2 separate regions of the Mus musculus genome follow, and region 1 is linked to region 2. Evidence: chromatin contacts called from public HiChIP or PLAC-seq data. All regions are on one chromosome and are shown on one strand. The core of a region is the stretch at or near the end of the contact, and the rest is flanking DNA. Distances in the headings are between cores, read along the strand shown. Region 1 has its middle 7.4 kb from the start of Platr5. Region 2 has its middle 23 kb from the start of Gm28888.

Region 1 (7,107 bases), core at 568-3,067, 330 kb before region 2:
TGTAAGGGTATCAGATCTTGGAGTTACAGACAGCTGTGAGCCACTATGTGGGTGCTGGGAATTGAACCTGGGTCCTCTGGAAAAGCAATCAGTGCTCTGAACCACTGAGCCATCTCTCCAGCCCTAACAGCGTTTATTCTTGTCATCTGAGAATGTTCAATGTTTAGCAAAGAACTCTTTACAGTAAGTACATTGCCATAAAACTCAACTGTGTTTTCACAAAATATCTTAAGTCAATCATAATTCTCTGAAGAGTCTTTGTAATTGACCGCTGGCCAGGAGGTGGGTGCCCCAGAGAGAAGGATAAACATGTCAGCTGTCACCAGCATGGGGCCTGAAGCCATCATCCCCACCCCAGTGTGATTTCATTGACATCATCTTGAAATGAATGCCAAATCACATGAGACGCCAAAAAGACTGCTTTTGCCACGGTAGCTAACCCCTGGCCACCTGGAGCCTGTCATCTGATCCTGCAAAACCTACCGCCAAACCTTGGGCATACTGAACTTCAAAAGGCAGAATTTCAACGTCCTAGTCAACAGCAGTGGAAGGAGGTCCAATTGAAGTAAACCCAACATGTCTTGAATGCTTGACAGGACACTTGGCTTTGGGGCTTTTGAACTTTCTGAGCCTGGGTTGATGATCTGAAGCTGCATCAATACTCTGCTTTCTGTGAATCTATTCAGTGACCCACACTATGGCATGCACACCTCTTCCCAACATCTCTTCCCAAGGAAGAGAAGTCTTGCATGACACAAGAAATGAAAACAAAAGCGGCATATAACAGTGTAGCAATATAGCAATGTAGCAATATAGCAATGTAGCAATATAGCAATGCACCAATATATCAAAGTAACAATACACTTAACCTCTAGTGATCCTAAGGAGTGGGTACTGTGATCTCCATGCATACTGAAGACTCTAACATGAAGTGCTGTGTCTGGTCATAGCTGTGCACACCCTCCTGTGACCCTGAATCTCATCTCCATGAGATTCCCAACTACTGTATCATGGTCACTGTGAGAGATGGAGGCAGTGGTAATGATGACCCTCTGATGTCTGGGTCACTCCTGTCTAGACTTCTGAGTCCCTGGTAAGTTATGAAGGTCATTTCCCCCTCATCTTTGCCATCATTTCAGCTGGTGGCCTCCATGCATGGAGCACCTGCCAGTGACACTCACCAGCCTGGCAAAAGTTCTCCTATGACTTCAGCAAGCAGGACACGGGAGCACACTCTAAGTCATATTGATACTTTACAAATATATGTCCACCTGATTGTCACTGATTTTTTTTAAGAATAGTTAATTATTTTTCCATCATGAATGTCATAGAGAATCAATATGAAAAATCAATAATAAAAAACTAATCCCTAATAGCCCCACCGAGCAAAGCTCATCTTGGCTAAAGTTCATCGACTTTGTAGAGTTATTTTGTTGTTTTATTTTGGTGATACTATGGCTGGACTCCAGAGCCTCAAACATGCCAGGCAAGTGTTCTACTCCTCTATTATATGGGTAGAATATATTTTAGTGTGAGTTTTGGTGACTTTATTTTTGCCTGTGTTTACACTACAAGAAATGTAGAACAGTATTCAGGAGACCCACGTCTGGGGCCAGGCAGCCTGGGTATAACAGTCAATAGGCTCAGCCATTCTGACTCAGTCTCTAAACATCTGTGATGGTTATTAATTATTAATTTGACTGGATCTAGAATCATCACAGAAACAAGCCACTCCCAGTCTGCGGTCTGCATACTGGGCACTGTCTGAGGGGATCTTTGGGGCTCTGGCCTGGCCAGAATAGCCAAACAGTTGTGGCTCTCTGAGGGGACGAAGAGCCACAGCAAGGAGGGCTGCCAGGCCTTTTCTGCAGCTGCCCCAGAGTTGGCTGCTGCACCTGCCCTGGAGTCAATGACAGGCAACAGCATGCAACAGGAAAGCAGTGGGCGGGGCTGGGAGCCAGGGTTGGGCGGGGCCACTGAGCAATGGGAAGTGACTACCTTAGGCTCAGGGAGCTTCCAGCAATGAAAGTTTCAGGAGAGAATTCTCTTCCTCAACGTGTTAGGACAGTCTTTGATGAAATAACTTGTGCACTTTATTCCTTGTGGATAGGGTCTTATATTCATTTGGTGATAGGCTGAGGTCTAAAAGCAGATGCTTTCTATTGGCTTGTTCTGAGATGTTAGGGATGCCTCATCTGCATGTGGGGGGATTCGGGTGTTGCACCTATGTGACTGATTGTCACAGTCCTCTCCATGGGGTGTCGTGGTCATGTGTTGCAGGACAGGAACCTGGTAGGAGTAGATTAAACCCCTATCATTCTCAGAAGTGAGAATTATCAGGGTTTCTGAATCCACTCAACCTCACCAAGTTTTCTGTCTAGTGGCAGAGGCCACTGCCCCGCCAGCCCCTAGCCATGTTTGTGAGGGAGTCTCCAGACTGGATTAACTGAGCTGGGAATGCCTCTCCTAAATGTAGCATTGCGCTCTAGGTTTGGATTCTGAACTATGCATGAATAGGTGAGCAAGCTGAGCTGTGGGCATGCATCTCTTTGTGATTCTCTCTGCTCTTGACTATGTATGTGCCGTGACTCCCTCTTCCAAGTTCCTGCCTTGACTTCCCTGCTATGTAACCTGGAACTGTAAGCCAAATAACCTCTTTCCACCTTAAACTTGTTTTAGGCAGACTTACTTTATCATAGCAACGGAAAAGACAAGTCATCTCTCCCTCTGGCGCTGGTGATCCAATGCAGGTTGTCAGGCTTGGCCACAGGTGTCTTTTCTCCCAGAGACATCTCCCCAGCCCTCTTTGTCAGGCATCCAATTGTCATAACAAGTAATTGAAACCATTCTGAAACAATTGGCTTCTTAGTCAGTAATGTGGAGATAAAATTGTCTTAAAACTAAAACATGAATGGAATTCCCAAAGGATCAACAGTGGGATGAAAAAATACACACACACACACACACACACACACACACACACACACATATACATACACACAAACACATATACACACACATACACACACATGCACACATACACACATACATATATACACATACATACACACATATACATACACACAAATACATATACATATACATACACACATACACACACAAACACATATACATACATACACACACATATACACACATTGCATTTAACATCTAATACAGGTGTTTTTAATCCCAATGAATATAATAGATCCTATTTTTTAAAATTTACCCTTTCTGTCTTTTCTTATCATTATTACATAAGAAATTTTAAAATCATATGACATGCTGGCAGTAGTATTTTATTGAGTATAGGGGTAACACACACACACCTCTTACTCATTTAACACTAATTATGTATCTATTGTAGGCTATGCACTGAGCTAGTAGTGGAGATGTACAGACAACCAGAAAGCATCCTTGGCACAAGCACTCGGAAGATGAGAAGGCAGACAGCAGAGAGTTGGGTGCCTAGCATGGCATGTGCCCACAGCACAGTGAGGATTTGATCTAGAACATGCACCTACAGCATGTCTATGGAGGACAGGGCCAGAAGGGGGTCTGGGACAACCGTGGTTCTATTAGCAAGTCCTCTAATGCTGGACATTTAGATTATTTACATTTTCACCAAAGAGACTAGGAACATTATTGACATTGATAAGACAGGAACTTGAAGCAGCTGGTCATACAGCCAAGGAGACAAAGAAATCAAGGCATGCATGCTCACTGCTTCGCTTGTTTCTTCTATTCTTATATAGTTCAGGACCCAAGCCCAGGGAATGGTGCCCCCCAGTTTAGGCTGGATCTTCCCTCATCACTTAACATGGTCAGGGCAGTCTCCCAAAGTCATGCCCACAGGCCAACCCGCTCTAGACAATCCCTCATGGAACCTCTCTTCCAGGTGATTGTGGCATGCTGGCAGTTAAATACTTAATTAACTTTCAGAATACTTTTCTTCATGACAGGCTCACAGCAGTGAAAGTCACTGGGAGCCCGTTTTCAGAAATAGCATGTAAGTGCCTGCTTCCTTGAATTTCAGAGAGCCCTAAACAATAATTGTAAGTGTAATAAATAAATAAATAAATAAATAAATAAAAGAGCTAAGATCCGGTTCAGTATCTTATTTCGATTCATTTGGTCACAAGACACAGTGTGACCAAGTTTCTCCAGCCCCTCCCTTTGTTTCTCCTTGTTAGTAGTGACTAGCATCCTTGCCCCTGGGATTTCTGCTGTCTTTCTTTTTCCTTCCTTGTGGAATGGTAAACCATACCAGGAAGCCTGGTGGGTGGAGCAGGTCTGAGGCCCTGGAAACACCTGAGAGAGTAGGAGCCTCCCTGGTCCCTGCCAAATTCCTGGTCTGGAACACGTGCCACACTCCCCACATAAGGAAACCTGGTCATGTAGGCCCAGAACAGAGTTCTCCATGCTGATGTGGTAACTAGAGGCCCTGAGGGGTTAGCCAATAAGCTTCCCTTCCGAGACACTCCTCCTGGCAAAAGGTATTTAACCTCAGGTTCACCCTGAGAAGTTGATACTGTACACATCCATTTTCCATGACAAACAACCAATAAACAGTTTGGAACCACGGCCTGTCTCTCTCATCAAGGTCTGCCATGGGGACCATGAAGTAGGCCTTTGTCTACAGAGCCGCTGCCTAAATCTCCCGTAGAAAGTCCATCTGTGCCCCCAGACAACTGCTATCTTCGCTAATGAGCTAAGCCAGAGCTCCCAGCCCCGGACCTAGGCTAGATGCCGTCCTCAGCGGTCCCAAACCTCATCGCAGGCCCATGGGTCCCTGACACTTCGTTCCCGACTTCTCTGTGCAGTTTTCTACCAGCAACTATATGCCTGGAAGTTAGGGAATACCACCCCCACTTTCTCACATCTCAGACTGCGTTTTCCCAACCCCAGAGTGGTGTCTCAGCGCTTCCCTGAAGCCCAGCACCCACCCAGCGGTGGCAATGGGATAAACACAGCCAAGCTCTTTCCGTTTTGCCCCCTCCCCCAACAGCGGCCCTGACCAATGGTGGAAAGAACTGCAGACTCATGCTTCCTTTTGTCTTTTCTCTTTGCTGTTGAGGATTGAACCTAGTGCTTCACGCATGCCAGAAAAGTACTCTACCACCGAGGAACACCAGGCTCCTTTTACTTTTGAGATAGCGGCTCACTAAGTTAACCGGACTGGCTGTGAACATTTGGTAGCATGGTCTAGCCTTCTTTTCTTTTCTTTTCTTTTTTCTTTTTCTCTTTCTTTTCTTTTCCTTTTCCTTTTCCTTTCTTTCTTTTTTTTTCTTTTTCTTTTTTTTTTTTGGTTCTTCAAGACAGGGTTTCTCTGTGTAGCCCTGGCTGTCCTGGAACTCACTGTGTAGACCAGGCTGGCCTCGAACTCAGAAATCTGCCTGCCTCTGCCTCCCGAGTGCTGGGATTAAAGGCATGCGCCACCACCACCCGGCTAGCCTTGTACTTGCTTCTCCAGAAGCAATAGGTCTGTGCTTCTTTGCTCAGTCCTGCTGTTCTCATTGCTGCATGTGAACTCTGTACCAAAATATTAGCTTTCCCCTGCAGCTGTTTATTTATCTTCCGTTTTATTTTAATAACTCATGCTTTGGGGTAGCGCGTCAGGTCACAGGATATTTAAACAGCAGCAAAACTGTGTACTTGAATCCACCTCCCCCTGCATGCAGAGCCATCTGTAAATTAGATCCAAACTTCATTGCAGGCTGCCATGTTGGGAATGACCCACCTTCTAATGGACGTTCTACAGTCATTCCGAAGAGACGGCCACACTTCCGGAAAGCCCTAAAGATGACTCTGGGACCTGTTATTAATGAATAGCTAGCTACTAATTAGCAACCTGAACCAAAGGTGAGAAAATCTAGCCACAGGTAACATCAGATCTTTGACTGAGCAATACACAGCTTACATAAACACATATCATCAGGGGCCACAAGCTGAAGCCACAACGCTCAACTGATGGGATCTCCGTAGGGGTCCATTGACAGATGTGCTGTGAACATGACAACTCCATAACAGGCTAACTGAAGAGAAGCCTGGTACCCAGTGCAGGTGGTGATGTGTAAAGACAGTAATTAACGGCAACAAGGAAAGGCCTCAGGTGGCCTGGTGTTGCAACCGAGGGAAAACAAGAAACTTACTTGCAACCAATTTTAATTACTAATACTCTTAAATAATATATTCAACCTCATACAATAATATATGTGTATATGCATATATGTGTTTGTTACAAAATGGCTACAAAAGGCCTCAGAGTTCAAAGGGGCCTTAATAGAGACAGAGATCTGATACAGATGCAAGGAGAGACACAACAGGTGTTATTACTATGGAAACCATTTGGAGAGCTTGGGTGGCAGGGAGAGCTTCTTACTTCAAAAGGGCTGCATCAAGCAGTGGGGACCCTGCTGAGCTGCAGCCCTGAGCCAATGGTGGCTTGTCTATCTCTCAGTTCTTTCATATATGCACTGGGTTGGATAACAAGCCAGAGGGGTTGTGTCTGTTGCATGACTATATCTTTCTCTTTATGAAGTCCAGATGGTGGTGTTCCATTATCTGTCGATCTGGTATATTCAGTAAGTTCTCAGACCTGGTTTTTCTGACCATTTTAATATGCTCGTTTGCCCCTGTGTTCCCAGCTTACTTGGATAAGTTTATCAGTGATACCTTTTGGCTTGCAGGAATAAGCTATTTCTCAGCCTGGGCCTCGTGGTTGTCCTGGGCGGGTGATGATGTTTAATGCCGGGAGAGGAGGAGTCACCAGACTTCTGCAACTGCACTCAGGTAAAGTTGGCTTTATAAAGTGCAGTCACGCAGAGTTTCTCATGGTGTGAAGTGACTTAGAACAGGGCTCTCCACATGTCATACCCAGAAAGTATAGAGACTGATAAAGAATTCTTTTAAGAAAGGCTGAAATCTAGTGAGTGTTTCTGAATGTCAGACATCTGTTACAATGGCCAGAGCTAAAGGACAAGTTCAAGACCTAATTGCTGGAGCCCAGAAACAGGACCTTATGGAATGAAGACGTTGCAGACAGGAGAGAGTTCTGATGAGTTCCCAGGGATAGAATAGTCACTCTGAATCCAATGGCTGGTGTGT
Region 2 (6,668 bases), core at 2,006-4,505:
TCATGATTTCCTTCGATGCTGGCTTATGACCTGGAGGTGTAAGGCACATCATTTCTTTCCAATCCCAAGTTAGTTTTGACCAGAATGTTTCTTACAATGATATAGAGGAAACTAGAACATAAAGGGAGGGATCAAGGGAATGATAATATAAGCTACCAAGGGAGAAGTGGAAACAAAAAGTGGATTACCATATCTAAATATGGCCCAGGTCTACAGAAGAGATCTAGAGCCCCACCCCCATATCCTTGACTCTTCCTCTCAGTGACCGGAAGAGGAAGGTAGAGCAGGAAGGGATGTGTGTCTGGGAGTCTCATTAGTTCTTTCTAAGCATGCCACAGCAATGAGAAGAAACATTTTGCTTAAAAGTAGACAAGTCACATGAGAACAGGAATTGTGGTTCACTCCAACTGTTAGTATCAATCTTCTAAAATATTATTAACCAGGCAAACATCTGGGGCTTCTTAAGCATTAAAAGAGAGGTCATAAGATATGACCTCAAACATGGTCACTCAAACAAATACTGCTATCTTAGAGTTTTATTGCTGCAAAGAGACACCAGCTCTTAAAAAGGAGAACATTTGAGGCTGGAGATGTGACTCAGCGGTTGGGGACACTGACTGACTTTTCTTCCTGGAGGACCCAGGTTCAATTCACAGCACCCACATGGCATCTCACAAGTGTCTGTAAGTCATCTGGCACCCTCACGCAAGCACACATGCAAGGAAAACACCAATGCACATAAGATAAACATAAATAAAATTTTAAGAAGGAAAACATTTCATTGAGGTTTAGGTCATTACCAGCATGGTGGGAAGCATGGTGACACGCAGGCAGACATGGCACCGGTGCTGGAGAAGGCGATGTAAAGTTCTGCATAGTGTGTGTTTGTGCATGTGTGTATACACATGTTTTGTGTATGTATATTTATACTCCTCTTACACAACCAGGGCATTACTTCATAGTTGTTGGGCAAAGTAACAGTGGATCTCCACTGGTCTTATGCTAATCAGTTCTTCTGAGACTAAGTGTTTAGAGTCTTATCACAACTGCAAACCCTTATTATAAGTTTATGAGTAGCCATGAGATTTTATATGCTGTCACTCAGAGTTACACTTCCATGCAGTATCTAGTTCTGTATGGGTTCTATGGTTTCCTTTACTGTTTGTAATCCCAATTTTGTACATGAAGGTACAAACACATGTAACAACTAAAATTATTTGTGTGCATGCACACATGCGTGTGTGTGTGTGTGTGTGTGTGTGTGTGTGTGTGTGTGTGTGTGTGTGCGTGTGTGTGCAATGTACATATGGGGAGATCGGAGGTCCTCCTTTGGTGTCTTCCTCTATCATTTACCACCTCACCTTATCTTTTATGACAAGGTCTCTTACTGAACCTTGAGGTCACTGATAGGCTAGGTTGGCTAGCCAATGAATTATAGGGATCTACCCCAAGCTGGAATTACAGACACGAGTGTTGGCATTCCACACTTGGCTTCTTATTATCCAGAGATGCTGGGGAACTGATCTCAGGTCTTTATGCTTGTGTGGCCAGCACTTTACAAATGGAGATGTCTTTCTAACCCTCACTCCAAAGTTTTATACAAACAAACAAACAAAAACAAAAACTCAGCAAGATGTCCCTAGGATAATTGGCGCATGTTTTACATAAGCATGACCTTGAGGATTTGGTAAAACCCTGACTCCAGATACCACCTTGTAGTACAGTGTTTAGAAAGACCTGTCCAATGATGCAGTTGAGACACATTGCCTCAGTCCTAGAAAGAAACAAACAGCTTCAAAGGGACGATTTGACCATCAGCAGGAGCAGCAGATTGAGATATGGTTAGACTCTGTTTAGCTCCTTCAATTACTGCCCACAATATGCCAGCAAGCGTAAGGGACACTCACAAATATTCACAAGAAAAAAAAATTAGATGTCAATCAAGTGTACACCAAGGATCAGATCCTCACACTCCAGATGGACAGTTTCCCAGTCGTTCTTGCCGATTTCTTAAGGATACAGGTGCTGGAGGGCCAGGTAGGCTCTCGGAAAGAGCAGCAGAGATCCTTTTACTACACCAGAGCGGTTCTTACCCTTCTAGGCAACTTTAATACAGTTCCTCATGTTGTGGTGACCCCCAACCATAAAGTTACTTCATAGCTGTTATTTTGCTACTGTTATGAATCACAACGTAAATATCTGCTATGCAGGATATCTGATATGTGACCCCTGTGAAAGGATCATTCGACTCCCCTTCCCCGCCAGGTTGAGAAGCACTGCTTTGCCAGTCTGTTGAAGACTGAGTGTGAAATCTCCACAGCACCCCTGTCTGGAGCACTTAGACCTGATGTTCTGTAGCTCAGTATTTGCTTTTAGAGCTCGGATCAACACAAGAAAATGTCAAAGAAGCACACTCATAATCCACAGTTGGCGCCCAAACCAGATGTGACAGATATGAGCTCATGATGGCTAAAATACATAGGAAGGGTAACCCAGACGGCCTAAGTACTAGGTTGTGCCTGGCTGATGGAAGGCCCATTTTACACTCCCAAAGAAGGGACTTGTCATCACTGTTATATGAATGAGTCGCCGAGTTATTATGTCTTGTACTAACTAGCATAAAATAATATTTACAGAAATTACAGTCTTTTGAGGGCTAGGCTTCCTGCAGGAGAGGTATGCACTGTGCCGAAGTGAAGGGTGTGACCTGTGTTCCAGGAATTCCTCACTCAGAACAGACTCTCCAAATGTGTGTTCAAGTGTATTTAATTTGTATTTATTGTAGTTCCATTTGCAAACATTAAATAGTTTATGAGAGAAGGCTGGCTGACTTCTTTCTACCACAGAGCAATATACTGCTGTGAGGGAAAATAGTTATGACATAATTAGAGTTATTAGCTTCCTCGTGTAACAAATCACCCAGACCTGAGTGGCATGGAGCAGTCAGAATGGATATGGGGGTGTGACTCGCTGCTAGAACTGTGCTTAAGGGTAGTGTCAGCTCCTGGACTTGCCCACAGAACCACACACACTTTCCAGTTGAGCCATGGCCTAGTTAACAGAACCCGCTGGAAGCTGCAAGCCCTACTCTTTCTTGTCACACAGCTAGGGCTAAGGCAGCCAATCCTGTCACATAGAGCCCCAGGCTGAGCAGGCCCCAGGGCGGCCAGGAAGCAGCCCCCTGGGCACCAGCTTTGTGTTTCTTTCCAGGTGCCAGGTGACGCACAAGGCCATTACCTTCACAGTACCTTGTTCAGAGACAGACAAGGTTCAGGTTTCCTACCTGTCTTGGTTTTGTTTGCCCATCAGAGCCGAGACTGTTTGGCCTTTGGGGTGCCAGTTCTTTGCTGGGTGGGAGCCAAGGGAGTGTCTGTTTGGATAACAGGACAAAGAATGCTGAGGTTGTGGGCAGAAGAAGAAAACCTGCAGGTCTCCCAACTGTGGCTGATGTTAGAGGGTGAGAACCACAGCCCATTAGAAGAAAGCAGAAAAAGCTGCAAGGTTGAGCAGGGTCCTCTGGGGCACACATCCTCACCCCTCCCATGTAATGTTCCTGTGGTGATCGAAGAGGGCCGTGGCAGTTGGGTAGGCCAAGGAAGATTCTTAGGCTACTAGATGGCTGTATAGGTTGCCAAGTGGGCCTACCAGGGCTTTGCAGAAGTAGAGGAGCCCCTGGTGACCAGAGAGGCCTGTGCAGTCCTCAGAGATGCTCTTGTCTCCCTATCTTCACATCTATCAGAGGACAGCAACCCACTGTTCAGTATCATTGTTATTTTTAATATTTATTTTTGGTTGGAATTATTCATGTTGTATGCTGTGTGTCTGTGTGTCCACATTGGAGTGTAGTACTTGCAGACCCCAAAAGAGGGTGACAGATCCCCTAGAGCTGGAGTGAGAGGCAGTTTGTAAGCCATCTGACATGGGTCCTGGGAATGGGACTATGCCTGAGCAGTGTATGCTGTCAGCCACTAAGCTATAGATCTGCCCACCCTCCCCTTATTTTGAGAAGAAGGAAGACATAATGTAGACACCCAAGGCATTTGTCCATGATCCTCCTCTTTTTTTTTTTTTTTTTTTGTTGTTGTTGTTGTTTTTCAAGACAGGGTTTCTCTGTATAGCCCTGGCTGTCCTGGAGCTCACTTTATAGACCAGGCTGGTCTCGAACTCAGAAATCCGCCTGCCTCTGCCTCCCGAGTGCTGGGATTAGAGGCGTGTGCCACCATGCCCAGCGATCCTCCTCTTATTACAGTGAAAGGCAAGTGCTTCTCTAAGGCATCCTTACCGGTAATGCTTGCTGTTCCATATGATTATTTTAATAATGAAATGATGTAGCTGGACATATAGATCAATGGGTAGAACGATTGCCCAGTGTGGAGGTTTGAATGAGAATGGCTCTCATAGGTGCATATGTTTGAATGTTTAGTCCCCAGTTGTAGACTCTTTGGGAAGGATTAGAAGGTGTGGCCCTTTTGGAGGAGGTGTGTCACTGGGAATACACTTTGCACTTTCAAAAGACCATGCCAGATCCAGTCTCCCTCTCTACGCCTCCAACTTGTGGGTCAGGATATAAGCTCTTAGCCAGTAGACTAACATCATGTCTGTCTGCCTGGTGGCATGCTCCCTGCTGTGGGATTATACACTCACCCTCTGAAACTAAGCAAGCACTCAATTAAATGTTTTCTTTAATAAGTTGTCTTGGTCATGATGTCTCTCTTTTTTTTTTTTTTTTTTTTTTTTTTGGTTTTTCGAGACAGGGTTTCTCTGTATAGCCCTGGCTGTCCTGGAACTCACTTTGTAGACCAGGCTGGCCTCGAACTCAGAAATCCGCCCGCCTCTGCCTCCCGAGTGCTGGGATTAAAGGCATGCGCCACCACATGATGTCTCTTAACAGCACTAGAAAACTTACTAAGACACCTAGCATGTGATTTCTTAGTACTGAATAAACCGGGTCAGGTGATACGTGCTCAGAATTCCAGCATTCAGGAGTTAGAGGTGAGGGGCTCATTCGAGACCATCCTCAAGCTACATAGTGAGTCAGAGGCCAGCCTAGGCTACACAAAACCCTTTCTCACAAAGGGGAAAAAGGAGTGGCCTGCTTGTATCACCTATAAAGTGCCCTCATGGCCTGGAGCTTTTAATAAACCAAGCTGTCTGGTGGTTCCACTGTAATTGTGGTAGGCTAAATAACTCCCTCCTAACCTTCAAAGATGTCCATGTGCTTGGCCTCATACTGAAAACACTGCAAATACATCACTGCATTCATTGCAGAGCTGTCATTGCAGAACACCCTGTGTGGCTCAAGCAATAGCAACCCATTTTATTACAGAGCCTAATACTAGAAGCCCAAGGTCAGGGTGTTGGCAAGTCAGGTTTTTTTCTAGAGCCTCTCCTTGGTGTGCAGGCAGCTACCCTCTCTTTCGCATCTCCACAGGTCTGTGTGTGTGCTCATGCCTTAATCTCTCTTTCTTATAAGGACACTGGTTTTTCTGCATTAGGACCCTCTTATATGACGTCATGGGTCTCCATTGCTCCTTCAAAGACCACGTCAAGTCTTGAGATTTCCGTGTAGGAGTTTTGGGCAGAACATAATCCAGTTACCTTAGATGATAAACAGAGTTTGCCAGGTTTAAAGAACTTGAGGCAAGCCTGGCATGGTGGCGCATGCCTTTAATCCCAGCACTTGGGAGGCAGAGGCAGGAGGATTTCTGAGTTCGAGGCCAGCCTGGTCTACAAAGTGAGTTCCAGGACAGCCAGGGCTATACAGAGAAACCCTGTCTCGAAAAAAATAATAAATAAATAAATAAATAAATAAATAGCTCAGGAGAGAGAGAGAGAGAGAGAGGAGATGGTTGGAGGGAGAGAGGAAGAAAGAGGGGGACAGAGGCAGAGGCTAGAGTTGGTGTTGTGTAGGCAGAGGATGGCCAATGGGCTCCTGAATGCAGGTACCTAAGAGAACTGAAAAGGGCAAGGCTCTGAGTCTCCCTAGAACATTCCGCATAGAAACCATTGTGTCAGCACTGAGATTTTCATACAGCGATTCCCTTTCAGACCTCTATCATAAGGGGGATAAATTTGTCTTATCTCAATATACTATTTGCATTATTTAGCAACAACAGAAAACTAATTGTAACAATTGTAAATACACAAATCTCTGATTGAGTCACGTCATCTACCACATTTCTTAGTTTAAATTTTTAACTTATTTTTTTTTAAATTAAAAATAAATTGAGGGCACTTGCCACCAAGCCTGACAGCCTGAGTATGATTCCTGGAGTCACTTGATGGGAGAGACTGGGCTCTTACAAGTCCTTCCTGACCACCTGTGTGGGCACCACCGCCTGTAACTCCAGTGAGAGGGGATTCACCGCCCTCTGCTGGCTTCCATGAGTACCTGCGTGAGTGTGGCATACACAGATATAAATAAAAACAAAAAGATAAAACAAAAGGACAAAAACAGACCTCGTTGTTAAAGCTGGTATGCTTTAAATTAACTGAGAATGAGGGGGGAAAAGTGTAAGATTTCCTTTATTTTCATGTGGTCCATCTCCAGTGCTCTTCACTCCCTTGTGCAGAGCAGAGGCATTTCTAGCCAGGCAGGTCTGCTGGAAGAAAATCCCATCAGCTTTGGTTAAAGAAAGTCTTTGTTTCTGTTCACGTTTTGAAGAATA

What was found. HiChIP or PLAC-seq counts read pairs in DNA pulled down with a chosen protein or histone mark.
Region 1: a FOXA1 HiChIP or PLAC-seq map of pancreatic cancer cells shows a contact between it and region 2. The contact joins two enhancer-like sites. A contact is called at or near these places in 2 of 484 Hi-C or Micro-C datasets (bone marrow-derived macrophages and embryonic stem cells) and 3 of 115 datasets of contacts at active chromatin or transcription factors (double positive thymocytes, embryonic basal ganglia and pancreatic cancer cells).

The regions. Positions count from the first base shown.
Region 1 is chr1:88,758,736-88,765,842 of GRCm38.p6, reverse strand. No RefSeq gene overlaps it. Among named protein-coding and RNA genes, the nearest start is that of Platr5, 7.4 kb to the right of the region's middle. Within about 2 kb of position 1,817, at least 19 of the 459 cell types and tissues checked have an H3K27ac peak or open chromatin away from gene starts, as enhancers often do. A contact at or near this core is called in pancreatic cancer cells, where this site is marked.
Region 2 is chr1:88,433,973-88,440,640 of GRCm38.p6, reverse strand. No RefSeq gene overlaps it. Among named protein-coding and RNA genes, the nearest start is that of Gm28888, 23 kb to the left of the region's middle. Within about 2 kb of position 3,255, at least 46 of the 459 cell types and tissues checked have an H3K27ac peak or open chromatin away from gene starts, as enhancers often do. A contact at or near this core is called in pancreatic cancer cells, where this site is marked.